Linked DNA regions of Gasterosteus aculeatus: regions 1 and 3 are each linked to region 2. The links are chromatin contacts, called in public Hi-C maps. All regions are on one chromosome and are shown on one strand. Each heading gives the region's core, a stretch centred on a gene start, on an enhancer-like site or on the middle of the called end of the contact. The rest is flanking DNA. Distances are from core to core; before and after follow the strand shown. Region 1 overlaps myo9aa (myosin IXAa). Region 2 holds the start of trip4 (thyroid hormone receptor interactor 4). Region 3 overlaps gramd2aa (GRAM domain containing 2Aa).

What was found. A called contact is a pair of places that touch in the nucleus more often than the background predicts.
Region 1: a contact with region 2 is called in a Hi-C map of skeletal muscle, with 3 times the contacts expected there. The contact joins the enhancer-like site here to the promoter of trip4 in region 2. A contact is called at or near these places in 4 of 6 Hi-C or Micro-C datasets (liver, skeletal muscle, tail fin and 1 more).
Region 3: a contact with region 2 is called in a Hi-C map of skeletal muscle, with 8 times the contacts expected there. The contact joins the enhancer-like site here to the promoter of trip4 in region 2. A contact is called at or near these places in 2 of 6 Hi-C or Micro-C datasets (skeletal muscle and whole body).

Annotation. Positions count from the first base shown.
Region 1 is chr12:21,008,241-21,012,571 of fGasAcu3.hap1.1, reverse strand. It overlaps myo9aa (myosin IXAa), which reads right to left. Exons shown (of 43, transcript XM_078085693.1): 20 at 3,991-4,071; 21 at 3,745-3,855; 22 at 1,951-2,073; 23 at 981-1,130; 24 at 306-604; 25 at 1-43. Among protein-coding and RNA genes, the nearest start is that of scamp2l, 15 kb to the left of the region's middle. Within about 2 kb of position 3,076, at least 1 of the 9 cell types and tissues checked has open chromatin away from gene starts, as enhancers often do.
Region 2 is chr12:20,801,036-20,805,998 of fGasAcu3.hap1.1, reverse strand. It overlaps trip4 (thyroid hormone receptor interactor 4), which reads right to left and starts at 1,721. Exons shown (of 13, transcript XM_040164780.2): 1 at 1,330-1,721; 2 at 556-737; 3 at 199-329. The coding sequence starts at 1,409. It overlaps chrna7a (cholinergic receptor, nicotinic, alpha 7a (neuronal)), which reads right to left. Exons shown (of 10, transcript XM_040197097.2): 8 at 4,656-4,742; 9 at 4,228-4,337; 10 at 2,827-3,866. The coding sequence ends at 3,327.
Region 3 is chr12:20,942,813-20,947,409 of fGasAcu3.hap1.1, reverse strand. It overlaps gramd2aa (GRAM domain containing 2Aa), which reads right to left. Exons shown (of 12, transcript XM_040163983.2): 7 at 4,241-4,312; 8 at 4,085-4,141; 9 at 3,009-3,186; 10 at 1,718-1,805; 11 at 1,008-1,112; 12 at 1-834. The coding sequence ends at 831. Among protein-coding and RNA genes, the nearest start is that of senp8, 10 kb to the left of the region's middle. Within about 2 kb of position 2,454, at least 1 of the 9 cell types and tissues checked has open chromatin away from gene starts, as enhancers often do.

The DNA of each region.
Region 1 (4,331 bases), core at 1,827-4,326, 210 kb before region 2:
CTCCGTCTCCTCCCGCAGCCGCTGTTCTCTCAGTTGCTCGAAGCTGCCAATCAAGAAGCCGTGGTTACAACTTGAGCTGATGTCAAACTAGTTCCTACTGCTACCATCGAGAGTATTGACCAAAGTTTCAAAAGTCTGGCGCTGAACAATGACCGAACACGCGACAGCAGGAGCCGCCTCAAAAGATGAATATGGCCTTTCACCAGCTACACCAGCTATTTCCACAGTGCTTAAGCTTTAAAAAACACTGTTTGCTTGTGATGAACTGAATGGAGGAGCTCGTGCTCGGGAACAGTGTGGCTCACCTCCGCCTGGCCAGGAAGCCTCTGCCGGTCGCCTGTAGTTGCGTCACGGCGGCGTACAGACGCAGGTAGGCGTCTCTGGCTTGATGACAGCGCCAGGCCGTCTGGATGACCGTGGCCGCCGTGCCGCGGCGGCAGAGCCATGACCTCCACGCCCGCTGCAGCACCAGGGCGGCCTCCCTCCACAGCCGGAGCCTGTGACGCTCCCTGAACCCCCGCCAGTGCGTCTGCAGACACAATGCCGCCCCCTCCTGGACGCCAGGGCCATAATCCTCTGTGGGCCGGCACAAACGCCACCACTTCTGCGAGGAGAAGATGATGAAGTATTAGTTTTAATAATAGTCAAAAGTTATATTCACGTATGCATCTTTATGCATTCGCATTTTTCTGGACTTAAAAACTTTGATTTGAAAAAAAAAGTTGATTTGATCGGAAATTGAGTAGGACGTTCACGCAGATTTCAAATTAAACTTAAATTAATTTCCAGTAGAAATAAAATAGGAATTAAAATAAAATGCCAGAAGACACCTTTTGGTAATCAAATATCACCTTTAGTGCTGCATTGAGGTAGGATTGAACAACATTATTACCAATATCTTTCTGATAAGTATTGCATAATCATAATAAAATGATAATTGACGCAATGAACCTTTAAACTTTAAAACGCGTGGGCCGTACCTGGATGCAGGTCGCTGCTTCTCTCATTCTCACAAACTGCTTCCTCTCCAGCAGCGCTCTGAACCGCCGCTGCAGCGCAACGATGCGTCTGAGCACCTCGGCGTGGAGGACGGCCTGGAGCCGCTGGCGCTCAGCCTCCCGGAGGAACACCTGAGGGGAGGGACCACGATGGAGTCAGTGCAGGGCAACGCGCGCACACACACACACACACACACACGCGTGCACACACACACGCACGCACACTTAATGAAGAAGGCGTTGTTAATGAGATGCACCAACTTACTACTCACACACAAAGCTCAGAGACCTCTGGCCAGATACACGGCCACAACTATGTCAGGTATGATCCTCTAATTATATAGACAGCATCCCAGAGACGAGGACCCCCTCCCGACCCCCCACATCATCATGACTCATTCCTACCAACGGAGACCAAGTATGGGGCACTGGCCTCATTACGTCCTTTTATTCCCGAGGGAGGAAGCTTCAGGTAATATGAGTTTCTCCTCAACACCAAGCCTTCCCCATGTCTCAGAGCCTATTTATAGTTCCATTGAGAGGCAGCGGTTTAATGAACCTGCACAATATGAACCCCACATTATCTTTAGTAAATCATTTTCGGGTCGTGGACCGACATTTTCTGGATTCCTAACTGCCTCAACGTGCAATTTAACATGACATAGAACTAATAATACCATCCAGTATAATGAGCCTAAACATTTTCTTTTCAGCACTGAAGAGCTCGACTTTTACAATTTACAAAGTGAATCTATTCAACACAATGCACCCTGTACACATACATGCATATAATATATATCTATATAAATATGTACACAAACACATATACCTATATTATTTGTACAATGGATATATTTAGATATATATATCGATAGCATATTAACAGCACATGCCGCTTCACGCTGAGCTGTATTTGTTTGTGCGTGGAGGAAGCAGGGCGGAGGGTAAATACCATCGTCTTTCCCACTTGGTACCCATCTGCTTGGAGGTCCAGCTGGTCCAGGCTCTGCTGGATGCCGTCTCTGGTGGCCCTGGCGCGCTCCGGGAGCAACACACTGAAGTGATGGATAAAATCCTATCAGGAAGACACGATGGACAGGTGTTAATGAGAAGCGTGCGTGTTATCCTTCAGTGTCCTGAGTGTGTTTCCACATTTCATGGATTGTGGTTCCACGAGCAGAAAGATAAAGAGTCACGAGCTGCAACATCAAATGGAAAGCAAACAAGCAGCTACACTTAAAAAATTTTAAAAAATCTTTCTTGCTGCTACACCAGAAAGTAGAAATATATATATATCTATAAAACAATATTTCTCTGTTAGATTTTATTAATATTTATGAAAGCATACTACTGATACTACTACTACTACCACCACACTGCATTTACTTGGTGTTGAAATATCATGATATTATGTCTATATATAAATAAGTGAAGTTCAAACAGGCTGAAAAGAGCAAATACCGGTTTCTGTTCTCAGTCTAAGGGCCCAGGAAAACTATAACAATATATCTTTAACAATGTAACTTTAAGATATGAAATGTGTCTAATATGAAGAACAGAGCAGGCCAACATTGTGTAATGTTTGTTTCTGTGCCAAGAGGTTAAAAGTAATAATAATAATAACAACAACAACAGGTAATTATAGATCTAGTGTTTAAACTAGTATGTGTAATATATGGATGATAGATTGCAATTTATTAGAAATATACTCCAGCTATTTTCTAGTTCCTTTTTTAGATGATACAGCTTTGGCATATTTCTAATAAATGGCCAAGATTTTACCATCTGTGCTGAAGTTTCTCCCCCCAGCGGGGCAGGACAATTCGGGAGGGGCTGAAAGTGAAATAAAAAACTCCGGCGAGGCCCATGTGGTTTCAGCTAGAAGTCCATATTTGCAGGGGTTTGAACATCATGACATAAATATGCTGAACTCCCACTCTTCAGACTGAGCCCCATTGTCTGAATTCAATACACTCGGGGCTGCAGGGGGGCGGGGAGGGAAACAGATGCTGTGTTTATACAATTACAAGCATGGGGAGTGCTTCAGAGAGCCAAGCACAATGGAGAGGCTCTGTCCCGAAGAGGCTGGAAGCAGCAGACTCCTCCACAGTGATACCATGCCCGAGATATTTGTCATTAGTGCTGACCGCAGCACTAAATGTGTTTGGGGTGGGTGTGGGGGGGGAAGACGGTCCGGGGTGAGTTGGACCGCGGAGCGAGGGTGGAGCAGCCAACGAGTGGCCAGGTGACCTCATGAAGATCATTTAAAGAACGTAAAGTGTGTAGAGTGTGCAAAGCCGTCATCAGGGCAAAGGTAGGCTAAAATATAAAGTTATTCATTGAGCTTTTTTTGAATCCACATAAACCTTCATGTTACTTCACAGTTTTGATGTCTTCCGTATTAATCTAGAATGTAGAAATAAAGAAAATCCATTGAATGAGAAGGCGTGTCCACGCTTAAAAAACGTGATCTGCACAAATGACACAAAATGGGCATTCAGGAACCACGGAATGGAAACTAATGGAAGAGATGTGAGCCACTCCCAAGCGCCCTCCGTCCAAAGACTCGCTTCCAGCCTGCATTAAAACTGGATCGCCGTCATTAGTCATGCGGCTCTTTATCGCGGGGGATGACATCATCGCGAGGGGAGCCAATGTGGTTAAGACACCTCGCCTTGCCGCCTAACTGAATTACTGCGCGCACTGCATTCGCTTTAAAATGATTTGTTTTCCTGGTGCGTGTTACCTTGAAGCTGTACTTGATGTTGTAGCCCGACAGTCGGATGCGCACCGTCTCCAGCATGCCGGTGTAGCGCAGCTGCCTCAGCACCAGGTCGTCATTGAACCTTAAGGGCAGCTGGGAGAGAGAGAGAGGGGAAACGGGGAAAAGGACACATGGCAGAGGTCACGGAGGGGAGGGAAATGTTCAAACTCTAACAAAAGGAAACGAAAAATGCTTGGTGAACAGCAGTCCGGAGCGAGCACGCGGTACCTTGTCAGCGTTGGAACGGATGCACTTGACGAAATAGGGCTCGGACTGACCCAGAGTCTCCATCAGCTTATTGAGGGAGGCCTGGGGGAGAGACGAGAGACCGAGCGGACGTTAGATTCGACGCAAAGAGGAGCGCTCTGCTTGCGTGGCTCCGTCGTGGTTTTGGTTTTCGCAGGCAGAAGTCAAAATCAGACGTGAATAACTGCTCGGAACATCCAGTAAATCTCTTGGCTGCAACATTCAAGTCGCTGCCCGGGATCATAAATACGAGAAATATGTCCATGTAAGCATGTGGTTCTGCAAGCAATCATTGCGTGTGTGTGTGTGTGCATAAACAAATG
Region 2 (4,963 bases), core at 472-2,971:
AAATGAAGACAGCAATCAAGAACAGAGGCAATACATAGATGAGGTAAACAAACTAGCCGAACTCTAAAAATGGAGTGGATCATTTATAAATATACTTCATGGGATTTTTCATTGTTTTACTAAAACAATGAGAATTAAAAATGTGAAATTACTTATAAGTGATTGCAGAACAAAAGTTGAGGGCTGATGTTTACGCACCCTCATCAGATCAATGGGGGTTTTGACTGCCTCTGGCTCGGGCTCCGCTGGGCTCACAGTCAGCACATCCTGTTTGTTACGGCCCTTGCGTTTTGACTTCTTCTGACCGTCTTTGGTCACGTCTTGTGACTCTGGGAAAACAGCGCGAATTTCCGTCAACGTGGGTAGGGCATTGAAACCAATTTGATACCTCTGTAATTAAATTTCCACATTTAACCACTAGAATTTGTATTTGTTTCCAATGTTTAGTCAAGTAGTTTCCATGGTAGTTTTATTGCAGATTGTTAATGGCTGGAAGGTACCTTCATGTGCAGATTAAATGAAAAAAGAAAGTCTGATGTTTATCACACAGCCTACCTGCTGATGAAGTCGATTCCTTCAGAAGGAAAACACCTGAGGTATCTGGAGCCTGTGTTTTAGTCCTCTTCCACCTGCTGAGGAACTCATTGATGAACTGTCCTTTCCTCCCATCGGTGCCCTGCAGGAGGTCTCCCACATACTCTTCTATCTCTTCAGCATTTTCGATGGATAGAATGTATCTAGACAGCAGAACAGCAAAATCACTGCTTTATCCAAACAGTTTTTGTCAAAGTGAATGTAGAAAAAAAAAACTCCAAAAGGAGTCTTAAATTGGACCGATTTGTAAGATATTAATTTAATTTGAGATAAAACAGTTACTAGTGAATGAATTATTCTTGTCTTATTTTTATTTATTAATTTTAAAGTTCACAAGTTGAATAGTTCAAAATGTATTATTTTGTCACTTCAAATGAGTGCATTTAACAAGTTATGAAATGAAAGCACAGGCTGACTGTTAGCTCACAAATAACGTTAGCTAGCGTTAATACACCTGTCAAACTGTCCCCCCCGTTGGTGTTAACGTTACAGCTGGAGGGCCAAACTTATCTAGCGAGCTGTATTTAATAAAAAGCGGTACACGTAACACACGAGTTGGAGTAGCATTTGATACGTAGGCAAAATGTTTTATAAAGAAACACATCGCAGCACCAAACTACCAAGCTATCTTTTTTTAATGTTTCTCCCTGTTAGCTTGCTGGCTGGCTGTTAGCTCTTCGTCTGACGTCAAGTTTTTATTTTGGGCTAACGTGGACTAGCTGTGGCGTTACTTACTGGACGATGTCTTCACATGCTTCCAACCCGAACTTGTAGTGTAACTGGTCCACGCACCACTGCAACAGAGCCTCGGACATGTTTACCCGCTGGGAAGAACGTGACACTCACAAACACGAACCGAATGTAGCATTAGCGTGTCAAACGGAACCACTGTGTTTCCAGTCGGCGACATAACAAATGCACACAATACGTGGCCGCAGTGAATACCTTCCGGAATGAAACGCATGTTTGTCTTTTAAGGTTCCTCGTCACGTCAGTACAACTTAAAAAAAAAGTCTGGGGCCGTTCAGACAAAACTGCAGGGCATCTTTGACAAAAGTCTACTATTTTTTGTTTGTTTCAGGAATGTATGCACATTTCCACCTCCAAGTTTTGTCAGACTTGAAATTGAATGCAATTAGTTTTTAACCAGAGAAGGTGTGAAATTGGGTGTTTTTTTTCAAATCCGTCACTAGGTGTCAACTTTGTAGTGCAGTGTAATAATACAGGTGCATTTAGACTGGACTTTACAATAACGTTATCTGTACCAAACGACTCAATTGGTCTGTATTTCAACCAACTGAAGTAAAAATCTTGTGAAAACCTTGTTATAAGATGAATGCATATTTGATTGGTTCTACTTTTCTTGATTAAATCCATTTTATGACGTTTTGTACTCCACTAGCTGCATTTTGGAGGTAAATATTGTATTTTTACTTGACTACATTTATCTAAAGGCTTCAGTTACTTTTCAGATTCAGATAGTTATACACATTCTGTCATTGTGTCTACACACTCACACAGGCAAGTAATATAAAGCTTATTTAAATATGAAGATAAAGATTTTCTCCGAAAATGTCTTGGCTCAATTATAACATTGCTTCTTCTTTAAACACAAACATGTATTAATGGAATGGGGAAAAGTGATATTTAATTTAATTCATTTCGATATGGATTTGTGACTTGATGGAACTTTATTAGTGTTCAGTGCAGTTTTTCATTCAGTCTTTGCAAAAAAACAAGGAATAGGCCATTGAATGACTCATCTCCCTCTGCGTAATATTACCAGAGCTGCAGTGGAGTACTTTTGTCTTTGACCTACCCAGAGGGTTTTTTGGCTCTATCTGGATGTCCTGTAAAATCAGATAGTGGAATTCAAGGTCATAGTCGGAATAAGAATGTGTGGATGGAGCAGCAGATTATCTACAGTATATTTGTATAGAAAGTGCAGATCTGTGCAGCGATGTTTGTCTTTTTTCAAAGACGGTTTCTTTGGAATTCACCCAACGTTCTTTATTTGAAAGGACCGACTGATGGGGGTGAGAGGAGGCTGTGACACGTGCGACGCAGGTCTCATAACTGGAATAAAAGCAGAGATGTTGAGGTCGTGTTGCATCCTCTGTAACCACTGAGCTGCTAAGGCACCAGAAAAATGTGAACCATCTCACATGAAAAGCAAACTATTCTGACCTCAGTCACGTGAGCAAGACGGGATAACAAACACGACAAACATGGTTTTGCTTTTATAATTTGTATTTATGAAAAGGCGACTTACAACATCACATAGATATAAATGTTCATGTGATGCAACAAACACATTTTAATACATGATATATGTGCTTCTAATTTTTTTGTATAATAAGTAGACTGTTAGAATTTTGTTAATCGCATTATAATGAACAATAACACACTCAACTGCACGTAGATTGCAAGTAGATTCTAGTACTAGATTATCAAATTACCCAACTTAAAAAATGCTTTAAAGTATCAGTATTTCTGGGTTATTTCAGAATTGTACAAGAGAATTAAATGTTAAAATGTTCCTTTAATATGCCACAAGGCTGTGTATTATAAAAGGCAACGAATGGGCATAAATTAGTTGTTAGTATTTATGCCGTAGATACAATTTGCCTGAAGTCGCAGTAACTGTATACAATTTACTGCCACATTAGATTACAAATGGTTACTCTGTGATGGGAGACATTGGTGTCCTGTCTTTTTTTGTGATGAAGACCTTAAGTGGAAAAGTCCTTGGAAACGGCATCCACAAAGTTGGGTGCTGACATGAGGATCCCGATGGTGAAGAGGATAGTGAAGAGGGAGAAAGCCAGGAGGCAAAGCCTGTCGATGACGGACGCGGCGAATTTCCACTCGTTGCACACCGACTTGTCATCGTCTTGGTGACGGAAGCGCTTGGCGATGTATCGCACCTCCTCCAGGATCTTGGCCAGCTCTGGCTCCACGCTGCCCGCCGGAGAGCCGTGACCCGCGGGCAGGAGCAGCTCATCCTCTCCCGCCCCCCCGGCCAGCCGAGCGCAGAGGACCCCGGAGTCGGGCGAGGTGGCGGCGTACTTGATGCTGTCCAGGCCCCGGATGCCGACGTAGAGCAATTTTCCGTTGGTGGATTGGGGAGCTGGGGCACCGAGATCCACGCTGGTCACGCCGGTCACGCTGTTCTGCGGGGCCTCGTCGTGACGGGCCGGGCGCGGACGCCCCTCACCCGGGCGCTTCATGCGCAGGAACCAGGCGCACCAGTTCAGCAGGATCACGCGGATCTTTTGGGTCAAGGGTGAGAGAATTATGAAGAAATGAACAAGGCTTTTAAAATCAATGAAGGGAGGTGACATCAACCAGAGAATATCCAGCTTTATGTTTCTTTTCTCCCAAATCATAATGAAAAGCTTGTTATTTTGTGGTCTTTAGATACAACTATTTAATTGGAAGATTTATAGAAATACATGAGCCAGACTTTGAGTTCTCCTGGTAAATATTTGTAGCTAACTTTCTGAACACCAGAGGACCTCTGGCCTGGAAGACACCCCAAGCAAATTCAACTCAATCATAACGAACCACACCCTAATGGCTAATGGGGTCATACGAGTCACAAGTAATGGTGCAAAATGAAACCACACTCACCCACTTTGGCATCTTGCCTCCATCAGGGTCATGGTGGTGATATTGTAAGACCACAACTGTGGCCATTATTGAGAGACCAACAATGACCATGATGGTGGCAAAGTACTGAGCTGGGGGAAGAAGAAATAGAGAAGGCAGTGAGAATGGAAACAATAAAACAGATGAAGGCAACATTGCAAGAAGTCCCGAGAATAAAGTGAAAGGTCCCCTCCTTCTATGTCTTAAAAAATGCACTGCTTCAAATATGGTGACTCAGAGTTCTATATACATATAAATACATTTAAAAAAAATCAGAATACTGGTTGAGTTACACTGAGAGGTGAGAGAACCCACGATGGGAAACGACTGCACACATTTACCCCGGTGTCGTCACGCTGATAGCCGTTGACACCCGCAGCGACTGCTTTCAACGTCACACCGGCGCTTACCTAGTAAAGGCACCGAGTCCGATGTGGCGGGCATAATCTCTGCAACCAGGAGCATGAAGACAGCCAGGGAGAGGAGGACCGTAATGCCTGCGAAGGAGACCACGTCTCTGTAAGCTCTAAACTATTAAGCAAAGTGGAAGGAGGGCAAAGTGCTTGAAATGATACCGTTGGCTGTGCCCCTTCATTCCTAAAACATAGGGGGCATTTTTTTCCTTAGAGTTGGAATGGTCTCAGTTCTTTTCTTTTTTTTCTTCTTCCTGTTGAATACTTTATTCCTAGTTGGAGTAAAATCCTCCAAAACACCAGAA
Region 3 (4,597 bases), core at 1,205-3,704, 140 kb before region 2:
AAAATAAAAACAAAGTATCCTGGTAACTACTTTCAAACAGCAGGTAACTAAAAGAGAAACGATGCATGTCACTGGATCATCTCCTTCACATTAAAGATAACAAGTGGTGTTATCACTTCAGTGTATTACATTTAAATGGCAGGTAACTTTAATCTGTCGTTTATCTGTCGTCATAGCATCACTTCTTTCCATAAAAACCCTTAAAAATGACAACCGAGTACCAATTATCAAGAATAAAAGAGATCGAATCTCTTAAAACAGTTGTTGTGGACATGTGTTTTAAAAAGTGCATTTTGTTGTAGTTTGCTTTAACAGTCTACTGTGTGCTGTTCTGCAAGAGCTCACCAGAGAGACAAACAAACATTTGGTTCAGTCAACTACTCGAGAACATGTTGGATACGAACCCCGCAGATCCCCCTGAAATATCTCTTCTATCCGTCTTTTCAAGTAATTAATGTGTTTAACTTTCCATCCTCGCCTTTACTTCCAACCAATACTCCTAAACGTCACAAGCAGCAGCTTCATCTGCGATCTGCTCTCTACTCTCATGCTTAGAGATTCGTTCGTTAAAAGAGGAAATGTCCGTGAGAGGAAAAGGCAATGGTAGACAAATCAGAAGCTACAGTAAAAGCTACTTTAAATTCAGAAATAAATAGACAGTCTGTTTGCATAGCCTGGAAGTGATCACTACGAAGGAGGTCCTTTCATCTGGGATGATCTTCTCTGGGCTCCGACGCTGGTCCCGGATCTGTGCAGGAGGCCATCGTCGGCTCAAAGCGCCAGAAGAGAAAACAGCCGCCGATCTACAGTGTCGCAGCCGAGAGCAGCGGTTACCTGGACGAGAGGAGGGCAGGTTAGACCGTTAAATGACGTCTTACACGGATCATAGTATTTACCGGTATTGTTCCTGATCAATAACGAGGATAAACACAACTCTGCCGGTCTCACACACGCGGTTCATTCAGTCTCTTATGACTGAATCCAAGCTTTCATTTCATTCCCGTTACCTTTCCCTCAGGGGCAGATTTGGGTTGCTGAGGAAGGACATCTGCTGCTCCAGGCTGCACACGCGAAAGGCCAGATAGCAGGATGAGAGGATGAGGAGGATGATGCTGAAGGAAGAAGACCAGACACACACACACACACATCAGGGGAAGGACGTACAAAAGCTACACAGCTGTAATGTGAACCGATGAACACTGGGAGGCAACGTTTCACTTCCCGTCAACTCCGTCAGACTTTGGCAAATCAAGTGTGCTTTCTATTCCTGCTGAACTTTTACTAAGCATCAAAACAAAGTTCCAGAGATGTTAAATGTGGCCACTGCTTCACAGTCGTTCGTGGAGTGAAGGAAACATGTTTCTTTCTGTTTCATCTTTACTTTTCAGTCCAAACCTCCAGGAGCAGAGAGGGGATCACCTGCTCTCTGAAGGTGCGAAGGCCTCACGACCACCAGGCGAAGGACGGGTCTCTGATCGCCGCTACGCCACCGAGCCGGTGGAGCAACGAGGGCACAGGCAACTTATTTGACGCTCCGCACTGAATCTTAATAATTAAGTTTGTTCTCATCAGAGGTCGGATCCCCCCGGGTTCGGTTTGACAGAGTGAATTGGCCACGATTTATGCCTCCATGTTAATGCATAAATCGTGTGTGTGTGTGTGAGTCAGCTGTCGGAGGAGGTGACGGTGGTGTCGGTGTGTCGCTCTGTATACTCACAGTAGGGTGAAGAACTTGAGCAGCTGGTACTCCATCTGGCCCAGTTCTGGCTCTGATAAAAGACCTCTGTCTGTTTGCAGAGCTCGCTCTGTAAAACACACACACACACACACTATAACATTAACCCATCAACAGTACATGGCCTGACTGCGCTACATGCTTCACTTTCAACAGTGCCGGCCCACCTGTTAGAGCAACAATATGAACTTTACAGCCCGAAAACAAAACACAAAAAAAAAGTAATTTTTAAATTCTGGTCGTAGATAGAAAATGTCAGTGTGGAATTAAATAAAAATAATCAACACTGGGAGCTGTTATATAACCTTGTTGTTGTCACAGGGCAAACATCTCAACCAAGAGTTTGAGGACAAACCAACCAATTTATATATAAATAAATAGAGAAAGTAAGAAATGATACAACGAGAAAACATAGTTTTTGCCTGTTGAGTTAAACAATAAATAAAGAGTTATGTAGTTTTTCATTTAGTGTTCATTTAAGGTATTGCATGGAGGAAGGGCTCATCTCAATCATCAATCATTTAGTGATTTATCATCACAGCCTGAATCTCTTTTTGTGTGATTCATTCAATCAAATATGCTTCGTTCTACATCTTGCAGTGACATCATCTGCCAGCTCTCCACAGCCGCGATGCTAACGTGCACGATCACGTGCTGGACAGCAGAGAACATTAATGTAGGTCAGTGTTGAGAAACGGACGGTCAACTGTCCTCGGATAACGTGGACATTGTTTGTGATCATCTCCCCTTAATCTGAAGCGCCCAAAGCTTTCTGATACAAACCGCTGCACCGTTTAATCTCCATTTGGAGCTTTGTGTGTCGTTGCATAAGAGAGACGTTGCCATCCAGAAGCAATTACTCTTCTTTCACGCTCACACACGCAGAAATTCACCCAAAAAGCTTAAAGGGCGCTAGCTCGCGCACACACACACACACACACACACACACACACACACACACGTGCATCCAGGGTATCCTATAGAGGAAAAGTCAATTTGAAGAGTCTTTCCTCTGACTCACTATTACTTCTCATTATTGAGTGGACAGACTTCCTCGTCCCCCCGTACACATTGACCACATAACGGCTGTCCGTGTTCTTAAGATTAATAGCCAATCTGTCGCTGGCAAAGCAACTTAATTACATTTTGTTGGACGAGAACTAAAAGGCTGCAGGCGGCTTTCCCTCTCAATGCGTTATTGATTATTAACTGATCCCTGCAGGATGAGTTGAAAGCTCGGAGCACGGAGGAATAGCACCCCGCCTCGCGTCACCTTCCAGCGGCTGCTCTGGTTTGAAGGGCGCGTCGGCGGCGCTCAGGCTGCTGGTGGAGTTGCCCAGGAGGTCGGGGAGGGAGGAGGACACGGACACCACGGAGGGTTTCCTCCTCCACTTCAACACCGACGGGAACTCGTCGACCACCGGGAACTCGTCTGGAGCTGGGAACTCGTCCTGTGGCACAGAGGAGAGCGGAGGATGGAGATGACTACTGACTCGCAGCGATATAACTGCATAACAGACAGTTTGGCTTTTTTTTCTTTCTAGACTTCAATCATATTTTGGTTTTGTGAACACTACATGGGAGTGAAACCCTGAAACGAGCTATTTCCACACCACGAAGGTGATGCTATAAATGCGTTATAACCATTCAAGGGAACAACTATGGCGCCGTCTTTCATCCTTGCTATTTGTGAAAAAAAAGAAAAGAAATAGTAATTCATGAGAAAGTGTAGTTATGAATGTTAATGAACACATTTTGTTACACAACTTTCCCACCCAAAATCTGCTTCAGTTAATGACTTAACCAAGCGATAGTAAATTATTTATTAGCATAAATAGCTGACTGCTATCTGTCGGTTAAAGCTTCGATAAGCAACAACGGGAAGAGATATTCAGCAAGGTCACCAAATCTCAATTTCTACAACTTCTGATTACAAATCAATTCAAGCATCTTAACATTTTCCGTGTTAAAGTATCAAAGCTCGACAAAAGCTTCCACGAGCCCTTTTTTCTTTAAACATTTTCAGTTTAGACGACAACTTAAAACATCTCAATACAAACGCTGTTCTGTGATGCAGTGGCCTCTAGTGTGTGTGCACACACACACACACACACACACACACACACACACGGTGACTTCACTTTGATAGAATCTTGTCGACTCGAGGGATTATTCACCGGGCGAACGCAGCTGTAACAAAATGTCTGTGTAGGAATGTGAGTCGGATGTTCGTGTAATTAGGGAACGTTGTCGGAGGCCTTTAGACCAATAGGGAAAGCACATTGGAATCATTAAATATTAGGAGGTGTTGACACCCACTTGCATCTTTCTAATTGTATGAAGACTGACCAGCGATAACGTCGGCTCCTCCATGAACTGCTTCAAGCTCAGACTTTTCCCGTTGACCTGAAGAAAAAGGAAACAACCTCATCAACTTGGACTCACACCACACGATACATGGAATAAATCGAGAGTACGCATGCGATAATATCCGACCCCTCTGACCTGAAGGTGTGTGCAGATCCTGCGCAGGACGTCGTAGACACTGTCTCTTGATAGCAGAGATACAAAGACATACTGAGGACATAAAAGAGACAAACAGTGATGCCGAAAGCCTGTTAACATTCTGTTAATAATGCTGCTTACAGCTTGAAATAGTCCCTTGACACACAGAAAGGATTACAGCAGCTCATTTGTGAGCGATTCTCTCAAATGTGTGTTGATGCAGTTGGAGGTGTAATGAACAACACAGATAAGCTGTATACTAAAATGAGATTAGATGAGACATGATATTAAACCTTAACGAGCCCTGAGCTGGAAACTGAATTAAGAAATAGATGATAGATAAATAGAAGATTCTCT